Linked DNA regions of Sus scrofa: region 1 is linked to region 2. The links are chromatin contacts, called in public Hi-C maps. All regions are on one chromosome and are shown on one strand. The core of a region is the stretch at or near the end of the contact, and the rest is flanking DNA. Distances in the headings are between cores, read along the strand shown. Region 1 holds the start of OGFR (opioid growth factor receptor). Region 2 holds the start of TCFL5 (transcription factor-like 5 protein).

Region 1 (4,451 bases), core at 889-3,388, 50 kb after region 2:
CCAGACTAGCTGGAGAGGAGGCTGGCCCCCTGCTGCCCACTCCAGCCCTCAGGACCCACGGGCCATCGTGCATTCTTGGGGTACAACCTCTAACTCCAGCTTCACTTCCTCCTCCCACGTTCGCTGGCTCCCCTACTGGCAATCACACCCCAGGACCTCCCTCTGGGAAGCCCACCTTCCCTAGCACGTCCTCCTTGCGCCATACTAAGTTGTCATCACCAGGCTGTGTCCCTAAGGGCAGTGGCCTTGCCACCTAGAGCCCCAGGAGGGGCTCCAGATGTTTCCCATGGGGGGGGGGTTCCTCAGCCAGGTGCCAGTTTGGCCAATGCACAGTGCATGACACCAAAACTCCGCAGCAGCGGCCCCCACTCCCGTCTCGGCCAGTTTCCAGTTCTCCGCCTCCCTGGAGCCAGTCAGGCTTGTCCCTGGGTTGGCTCAAGAGAATGGGTCCTGACCAGACCCCGGCCATACATGTAGCTCGGAGCAGGGCCAGCCCCACGGGCCCTGAATGGGTCCCGGCCATACACGTAGCTCGGAGCAGGGCCAGCCCCACGGGCCCTGCACAGCACCAGGCACCAAGGAGCTGCATCAGGACCCAGCGTGGGGCGGTGGGGGGAGAGGAGGGAGTTGGGACTTGGGGAAGGGACAGAGGCCACAGCGGGAGGGAGACAGGGAAGAAAGAGGCCAGAAGCTCCTTTAGGAACACGGAGTGTGGGACTACCGGCTCCTCAGCTACTGGCCACGCCCGGTGGGCATCCGCTGGGCAAAGAGCCAGATTCCTGCCCTCTGACTCCAGGCTGTGACCCGACCACTGCCCAGCCTATCTTCCCGAGGAACTCGGGCCCGCCTGAACCACTGCGCATGTGCCGAGGCCACTGGCCTTCCCGGCCAGCCCTGAGCCCTTGGACGTCCCTCTTGGTGGTCACGCCAAGACCCAAGACCCAGAGAGAAAGCCGAGAGCCAGGGCTCTCGTCTGCTACAGAGAGCGAGCATCCGTCCTGGGGCCACGGGCTGGAACTCGAAGCCCCTTAGACATGGTGCCAAGTCACCCTCATCCCAAAGCGAGTGGTGCACATGGTGACAGCGCTCACTCTGGCCCTCCCTGTCACCTGGAGCCCCAGCTGGAGCAATGGCACCCCCTCCAGGAACGTGCCACCCAGTGAGCGCAAGTAACCACGGGTAATGACGGGTAACCACAGTTAGTTATGACAAGTAACCAGGGGTGACAGAGTAAATGCTGGTAGGGACAAGTGACCAGCGGTCCGGTGGTGACCGCAAATAACCAGTGGGCACAGCCGAGCGCCCTGGCTCAGGGCCACGTAAACAGATCCTCCAAGGCCACCTCCAAGACGTGAGGCCAGCCCAGCCAGGGTGGGTGGGTGCTGCACAGGCAGAGTCAGCCGGGATGGGGCAGACTGGGGGCTGGTGGCCTGGGCGATGCTGGAGCCGAGGCAGTGGGGGAGGGGGAGGTGCTCCCTGAGCTGCGCCAGGGTGGGGGCAGGGAGCAGCAGGAGAGAGAGGCTGGGGAGCAGTGGGGGTGGCGGGGCTGAGGGCCGGGATCTACTACTCAGAGGACAGGGCCAAGGGCCGGAGGGTGCGATGTGGCAGGGAGAGGAGTCAGGGATGCGCCCCGGCCATCCCCTGAGGAAGTGTCATCATGCAGATCTGGTCCTGGGGGCACGGTCCGGGGGTGGCCCTGGATCCCGGCAGGGTGCCCTGGTGGGGGACCGCACGCGGGAGAGCGGGTGGGGGGCCCATCTCAGGGCGTCGTGGGGATCACGGCCAGGGACGGGGCAGTAGCTGGCGATGCAGTGCCAGGCCCGGAGCCGGGTCTCCGAGGGGTGCCCTGGCACCCCGCCCCGGGGGTACGGCCTTCCCGGAGCAGGGCCTGCTTCCCTGCTTCACCGCGGCCTGCCCAGGGGCGCGGGGTCCCCAGCGCGCGGGGGCGGCACCTGGGGCATGCAGAACCGCAGGGTCTCCTCGGCCTCGGCCCTCGCGGTCCCCGGAGCTCTGGCCTCGCCGCCCTCATAGGCCCTGGAAAACGGGCCCTCGCCGTCCTCCTCCTCGTCGTCCTCCCAGGTCGAGTCGCAGTCCGGGTCCTCCATGCTCCGGCGGCGGCGGCGGCGGCGGGACCCGCTCTGGCGGAAGCGAAAGTGAAAGAGGGAGGAAGCGCGGGGGCGGGCCGGGGGCGGGCCGGGGGCGGGCCCGGGGCTGCGGCCTCCCACCGCCCCGCCGGGGGGACGCCGGCCCCAGGATGCCCCCGGAAGGCTGTCCCCCCCGGGATGCCAGGCCCCTCCGAGAATTTCCCTTTGCCGAGAAAGGCCTTCCGGAGATGCTCGCCCTCCCGCCGGATGCTCCCCGAGCTTCCCCCAGAATAGCCCTGTCCCCTGGGAGAGTGCCCCCACAAGGCCAGCAAGCTGCAGACCCCTCTTCCTTTCCCCCCAGCCCGGAAGGTTCCCTGGGGGACGCCTCTCCGCCCCAAGATCCCCACCCTGGAGACTTCTGCCCCCCCCCCCCCAGATTCCAGAACCATCGCCTGGAAGAACACAACCCCCCAAGATCTCTCCCCAGAGACCCCCAGCACACCCCTTCCCCCAGGACGCACTTCTGGAGGATTCTGTTTGCACTGCGGTGCCCCCTCAGGATGACCTCGGGGAGGAGGGCCCCTGATGCGTGGCCCCCTGGAGGTGTCCCATGAGGGTACCCTACCCGAGTGGGTGGCCATTGTCCCCAGCATGCCCTCGGGGCTGCAATCTCCCCACATTTCCTTTGGGGAGTGACCCTCTGAGCCCACCTTGCTGCTGCAGCAGGACGGAGACCCCTGTGTCCCCTCCAAAGGCTCACACCGGTCAGTTTGCTTCTTCGAGGCCCGCAGGAGGCTGTCTCTCCAGTACTGAGCAGCCCCTAGTGCCAGGTCCTCAGGGCCTGGCCTCCTGGCCCCGAGCGGCCTTCTAAGGGTTACAGGAAGGGCCAGGTGCTGCTGCGCTTCCCAGGAGCCCCACACACCCAGAGGCCCAAGTGTCCAGGGTGAACCCCTGGGGTCGTTCAACGCAGACTGAGGCTGTTAACTGCCTCCCAGGGGGGCGTCTCTGCGGCTGGGCCGTGGCCGATGGCGGCTGGGTTGGGCACACATTGGACAGATCACTCAGCCGCGCTTCCCAGTGACCGTGGGTCCCTCACTCACCCTCTGCCTTGGACACCTGCTGGGTGGCAGCGGGAGCTCCGGCGAAGTTGGTGACCCACCGCTTGAAGGGAAAATTGGGAGTGGCCCCTCGGGTAAAACTCGTCTCCTGTAACTACCACACAGCCGTTTACATTGAGCTAAAACCCCGCTCTGGCTTTCAGATTTGGACAAGATAACTGCTGGGCGAGCAGCCTGTGGGGGCTGAGGTGAGAAGGTGAAGGCCCGGTCCAGCCACCGGGGACGTGGACTCCCCTCCCCCAGCTCAGCCTGCCTCTGCCTGGGGATGTGACATTCCTTGAGCTATGGGGGGGGTGACAGCCCAGAGCTGAACAGAACCTTGTGATCTTGGCCTTGCTTGGTGCTGGTGCCAACAAGCCCTTGCAGGCCCATCCACCGGCGTCACCGCTCCAGGTACCGTCTTGCTGGATGACTTTCCAGGACAGTAGTGACTCCGCAAGAGGTCTGGCGCTCTGGCATTTCTGCAAATCGCCCTCCTCCCACGGCCAAGGAGGTTTCTGGAGGAGCACGCGACAGAGCAGCCACCGGGCCTCGGGCGGGGCTGGCCCACTGCAGACTGCCGCCACAGGCCTGGCCTCAGAGACCCTGGCTGGGACTTTTGTGGGGCTGGGAGCCTCTGACGGATGCTGATGGGTGCTGGGGGCGCCCTCCAGGGTTGGGCAGCTCTGAGAGCACCTGGGTGGGCAGGCGCCACCCAGCCTCTGCCTCCTGAAAACCCACGAGCAGACAGCGTAGGAGACGCTGGGCCTTCCCTCTGCTGCCAGGGCCGGGGCCCCCTTTCCACGGGGGCTATTCTCAGACTCTGCCTGGCTGCCACGTCACAAGTGAGTCACACACAGCTGCACCGGGGCAAGGTCCAGCTCCCCCCTCCCAAGGGACGTCACCTCGGTGGGGGTGTGGCTCCTCTGCTGGAGACCCGCCCACAGGGCCCCCAAGCAGGCGTGGCACCAGCTTCTGCCCAGGTTCCAGCATGGCGGCGGGGGGTGGGGGGTGGGGTCAGGCTGGGGGGGCGGCAGACCCCCGACACCAGACGCTGCAATAAGCATCGGCCCTGCTGGGAAGCAGGATGCTAGCCGTGCGCGCAAGGCCTGGGGTGGCCAGTCTCCTGATGGTGGCGGCAGGCAGCACGGAGACTCCTCGGGGCTTGTCCAGATGTGGGCGAGCGTCTCCTCTGTGGCTTGGAAGGTCCGCTCCGCGGGAAGAGCCAGCTCTGGGAACCAGGCACCAGCTCTGCCTCCCTCCGCCTCCC
Region 2 (4,866 bases), core at 2,121-4,620:
CCGTTAAGCGTGGGGTCCACTGTTGCTGTTGCATCCATGCCCTTTATCGGGATGAGCTTTCCTTCTTTTCCGGGTTTGCAGTTTTTATCAGGAGTCGATGCTGCTTTGTCAGACACAGTTCTCTTGCTTTGCATGTTTGAGGTAATCGTACGGTTTTTCTCTTTGGTCTGTTAATGTAGTGATTTACACGAGGTGATTCTCAAGCATAAACAAAACGCATCACTGGAATAAACCCGCTGGGTTGTGATGAACTCTTTAAAAATCTTATTGGGGAGTTCCCGCTGTGGTTCAATGGGTTAAGAGTCCAGCGTTGCCACAGCTGTGGTGTAAGTCACCCCGGAGGCTCAGAGTATTCGATTCCTGGCCTGGGAACTTCCGCATGCCGTAGGTGCAGCCAAAAAAAAAGAAAAAAAAATAGAAAAAAAATCTTGATGGGAGTTCTCTTGTGGCTCAGAGGATTAAGGATCTGGCATTGTCACTGCAGCAGCAGAGGTCACAGCTGTGGCGCGGGTTGGATCCCTGGCTTGGGAAATTTTGCATGCTGTGGATGTGGCCAAAAAAGGAAAAAAAATATCTGGTTGGATTCGATTTGCTAAGATTTTGTTAAGAATTTTTATGCATTTGCGTCCTATATATATATATTTTTTGGGGGGGATTCCTTTTTAGGGCTGCACCCGTGGCATATGGAGGTTCCTAGGCTGGGGGTTGAATCAGAGCTGTAGCTGCCTGCCACAGCCACAGCCACAGCCACAGCCACGCAGGATCCAAGCAGTGTCTGTGACTACACGATAGCTCACGGCAACACTGGCTCCTTAACCCACTGAGCGAGGCCAGGGATCGAACCCATGTCCTCAAGGATAGTAGTCGGGTTCATCACCGCTGAGCCACAGTAGGAACTCCCATGTCCGCTATGGCTCTGTGGTTTTCTTTTCCTGTCATATCTTTACGTGTTTTTGATACCCAGCCTTGCTGGTCTCACCAAATGCGGATGTTTGCACAATAGTGTCAGGTCCAGCACTTGCCCGGTTACTGGAGGGTCACCCCAGTGCTGTGCTTGGGCCTCTGGTTGTTGGCCCAGAGCCGCTAAACTGACTTTGCCACCTGCTGGTGGTCCTCCCCCCTGGGGACGGCCGGGCAAGAGCGGCTCCTGATGGCCTCGGAGGCTGGCGCCTCACAGCTGTCCAGAGGCTGTTTGGGCTTCGTTTTTTCTGGCACGTTTGGGGCAGAGGACCTCTCTGGGCTCAGGGGAGCCAGGCTGGAGCGTTTCTCCCACCCGCCTGCTCCCCCCGCCCCCAGGCTCTGCCTGACCCCTCCGCTGAGGGCTGCCTCCCGGCGGCCAGGCCAGAACCATTGGGAGCCATATTCAGGCTCTGAAAAAAGCACGTTTTGTGCTTTTCTTCACATGGTATTTAAAAGTAAGCCCCACTAAAGCCAGAGCACTCTCATGTTTCACGTCTCATTAAAAGAGGGCTCAAAAACTGCTCTCTGAAAGGAATCCACCCAAATCAAGAAACAAAAAAACCCGATATAGGTGCCAATAGTCTTTATTTCCAGTAAAGGAAAAGCCCGGTTGGTTATAATCTTGATTTTATTCTCTCTCTCTCTCCCCGTTTTTCTTTTTGCAGCTGCACCTGCGGCATATGGACGTTCCCAGGCTAGGGGTTGAGTGGGAGCTGCTGCTGCCGGCCTGCACCACAGCCACAGCAAGGCGGGATCCGAGCCTCATCTGCAACGTACTTTGGCAGCTGGTGGCAATGCCAGATCCTTAACCCCCTGAGGGAGGCCAGGGAGCCCACCCGCATCCTCAGGAAGACACCGCGGGGTCCTGAACCCAATGAGCCGCAATGGGAACTCCTATTTTCCCTTATAAACACTGCATCTCGCTGTCCTCCGTGGTTCTGCTGCTCTACGTGGGGGGTCTGCTGATCGGCAGCACAGGGTCAACTGGTGGCTCCTTAAAACGGCGGGATTCTGGGCGCCCCCAGGCCTGCTGATTTAGAACCTACTTTTAAACAAGATTCCCAGGGCAGTTTTGCACACATTATGGTCTGTGATGGTGTCGTGCTTAGAATTTTCTCAAAGAGTTTATCAATATCGTTCTGTATATTTAGCAGTTGTTTAACTTGCTTTTTATTTATTTTTTTAACTTGAAGTATAGTTGATTTACAGGTGTCAGCCTCAGGTGTTTAGAACAGTGATTCAGTGCCGTGTGTATTTATGTTCTTTTCCCTTATAGGTTTTTTTGGGTTTTTTTTTTTTTTTTTTGTCTTTTTAGGGCTGCAGGTGCAGCACATGGAGGTTCCCAGGCTAGGGGTTGAACGGGAGCTGCAGCTGCTGGCCTGCACCACAGACACAGCCACGCCAGATCCTTAACCCACTGAGTGGGGCCAGGGATCCAACCTGCTTCCTCATGGATACTAATTGCTTCGTTACCGCTGAGCCACAATGGAACTCCAATTTTGCTTTTCAAATTTAGGTATTGCAATTACCTGAAACTAATTTTTATCTTAGGGGTGGGAAAAGTGCTAACTCTTTTCTAAATGATTAATCAGCTGTCCTGTAAGCCATCATTCCCTTCTGGTTGAGATGTGGGTGTGGGTGAGAGGTGGGTGCAGTAATTATTCTGAGCCTGCAGGAGTGACTCTTTTAAAGACCCACCTATTGTATGATGCCATTCATAGGGAGAGCTTGAATGGGCGTGAGATTTCTTTGGGTGAAGTGTTCTGAGACACTGTGACTTCACTTTTGGTGGGATGTGATGCGCTGTGATACACGACCACTGAATGGCGCACTTGCAATGGATGGACCCACGTGGCATGTGCTTTCCAACTCAATTCGCCGGCCAGAGTTTGAGGAGTGCATTGATCCCGCGTGGCTTGCCCTGCGCGGGGATGAGCCCGTGCGACACGTGCATTCCCTTGATTGCCTCTGCACCAGGTACAGAGCGCCCTGTCACACCTGGAGCGGGGCAGCTGTCTCACCTACTGCTCCCGCCACTCTGAGAAGGGGGCGCTGCACAGCACCCCGTGGCTCCGTGAACGCAGAGATGCACCTGCTGCCTGGGCCCTGCTCCCCGGCCGGGCCCCGGAAGGCCGGCCCCGCCACCCTGGACCCGCGGATACCCGACCGGGCGGTGCGGGGCACGGCTTGAGGCCGCGGCGCTCGGGTCTGGGCGCCCTCGCGCGGCCACTCGGGCCGCCCGCCCGCCCCCGACCTGCGCGCGCAGCCGGGGTGGGGCCGGCGCGGCGGGGGCGGGGCGGGCGGTTGGCGCGGCCGGGCCGCGGGGCGGGGCCGCGCCGGGGAGGGGCTGCCGTTGCGGGCGGGCGGCGCAGGCGCGCTGCGGCCGGCGGTTTCCGCGCCCCCGCCCCGCCCCGCCCGGCCTGGCCCCGCCGGCCCGCCCGCGCGCCCCCCCGCCGTTGGCGCCGGCATGTCGGGCCCCGGGCCGCGGGAGCCGCCGCAGGCGGGCGGGCCGGCGGGCCCCGAGGGCGCGGACGCGGCGCTGGGCGAGGCGGGGCTGAGCTTCACGACCACCGACCTGAGCCTGGTGGAGATGACGGAGATCGAGTACACGCAGCTGCAGCACATCCTCTACTCGCACATGGAGGCGGCGGCGGCCGACGGCGAGCTCGAGACGCGCCTCAACTCGGCCTTCCTGGCGGCGGCGGCGCCGGGCGCGGCGGCCGGGGGCTTCGCGGCGGCGGGGGGCGCGGCGGCGGCGGCGGCGGCGACGGGGGGCGCGGCGCCCGTGTACCCCGTGCTGTGCCCGCCCGCGCTGGCCGACGGCGGCTTCGCGGGCGCCAACCCGTGCCTGGGCCACATCGACTTCCAGGAGCTGCGCATGATGCTGCTGAGCGAGGCGGGCGCGCCCCCCGCCGCCGAGAAGACGCCGGGCGCCGACGGCCCGGGCCCGGGCGCACCCCGGCCCAAGGCGCCCGACGGCGCCGGCAAGGAGAACGCGGAGGGCGCGCCCGAGGCGCGGGCCAAGTCGGCAGTGCGCGTCCGCCTGGAGGACCGCTTCAACAGCATCCCCGCCGAGCCCCCGCCCGCCCCGCGCGGCGCCGAGCCCCCCGAGCCCGGCGTGGCGCTCAACAAGTGGGTGCATCCCGCCGGGTCTGGGTGTAGACCAGGGTCCTGTGCGGAGAAGCGGCCGCCTCGGTCAGGGTGTGGACCAGGGTCCCGTGCAGAGAAGCACCGGCTTCGGTGCGGGTGTCGACCCCCGGGTCCCATGCGGAGACCGCCAGTCTCCTGGCTTGCATCTTAACAGGGAGCCGACCTCGGCGGGTCCGAGGTCGTGTGCTGTTCGCAGGCGCTGCGAGCCCATACTAAGCTCGCAGCGCCTGCACACAGCCCCCAAAGCCTTGGCCTCGGGTGCACGCTGCGTCTGGAAGGGAGATGAGTTGAGACAAGTGTAGCGATGCTCCGAGCGCCAAAGGTTTTGCCCCGGACCACCCACCTAGATGTCCGGAGAGGCCCTTGCTTCCCGCTCCGGGGGCTCAGGTTGTGCTGACCTTGTCTTGTGCACACACATGCAGCCTGACGGAAGGACAGATCTCCAGCAGGCAGCCCTCCTTCCTCGCAGACACCCGCTGGGGTGTCTCCCCAGCTTTCCCTCTGGCCCACACCCCGGCTTTTTCCCATTTTGCCCGCCGTCATCAGATTTTGGAGGAGGGCCAGAAAGCCAGAGATGGGTGTCAGAGGCGTGATGGGAGGGGAGGTGTAACTAAAAGATGACACACAGCCCCGCCCTCCGGTGTGAGCGAGAAGGAAGTTGGAACTTGTCCCCTGCACCGCCGTTGATAGGTGTCTAGCGACTTCCACGATGACGCCGGGGCGTGCACTGTCACAGATTTCCTGCCTGGAACCTGG

Evidence for each region. A called contact is a pair of places that touch in the nucleus more often than the background predicts.
Region 1: a Hi-C map of liver shows a contact between it and region 2, with 3 times the contacts expected there. The contact joins the promoter of OGFR here to the promoter of TCFL5 in region 2. A contact is called at or near these places in 2 of 5 promoter capture datasets (fetal liver and liver), 5 of 47 Hi-C or Micro-C datasets (blood, embryonic fibroblasts, heart right ventricle and 1 more) and 2 of 2 datasets of contacts at active chromatin or transcription factors (alveolar macrophages and skeletal muscle).

The regions. Positions count from the first base shown.
Region 1 is chr17:62,063,170-62,067,620 of Sscrofa11.1, reverse strand. It overlaps OGFR (opioid growth factor receptor), which reads right to left and starts at 2,138. Exons shown (of 7, transcript XM_021078228.1): 1 at 1,953-2,138. The coding sequence starts at 2,105.
Region 2 is chr17:62,114,173-62,119,038 of Sscrofa11.1, reverse strand. TCFL5 (transcription factor-like 5 protein) reads left to right here and starts at 3,370. Exons shown (of 7, transcript XR_002340122.1): 1 at 3,370-4,092.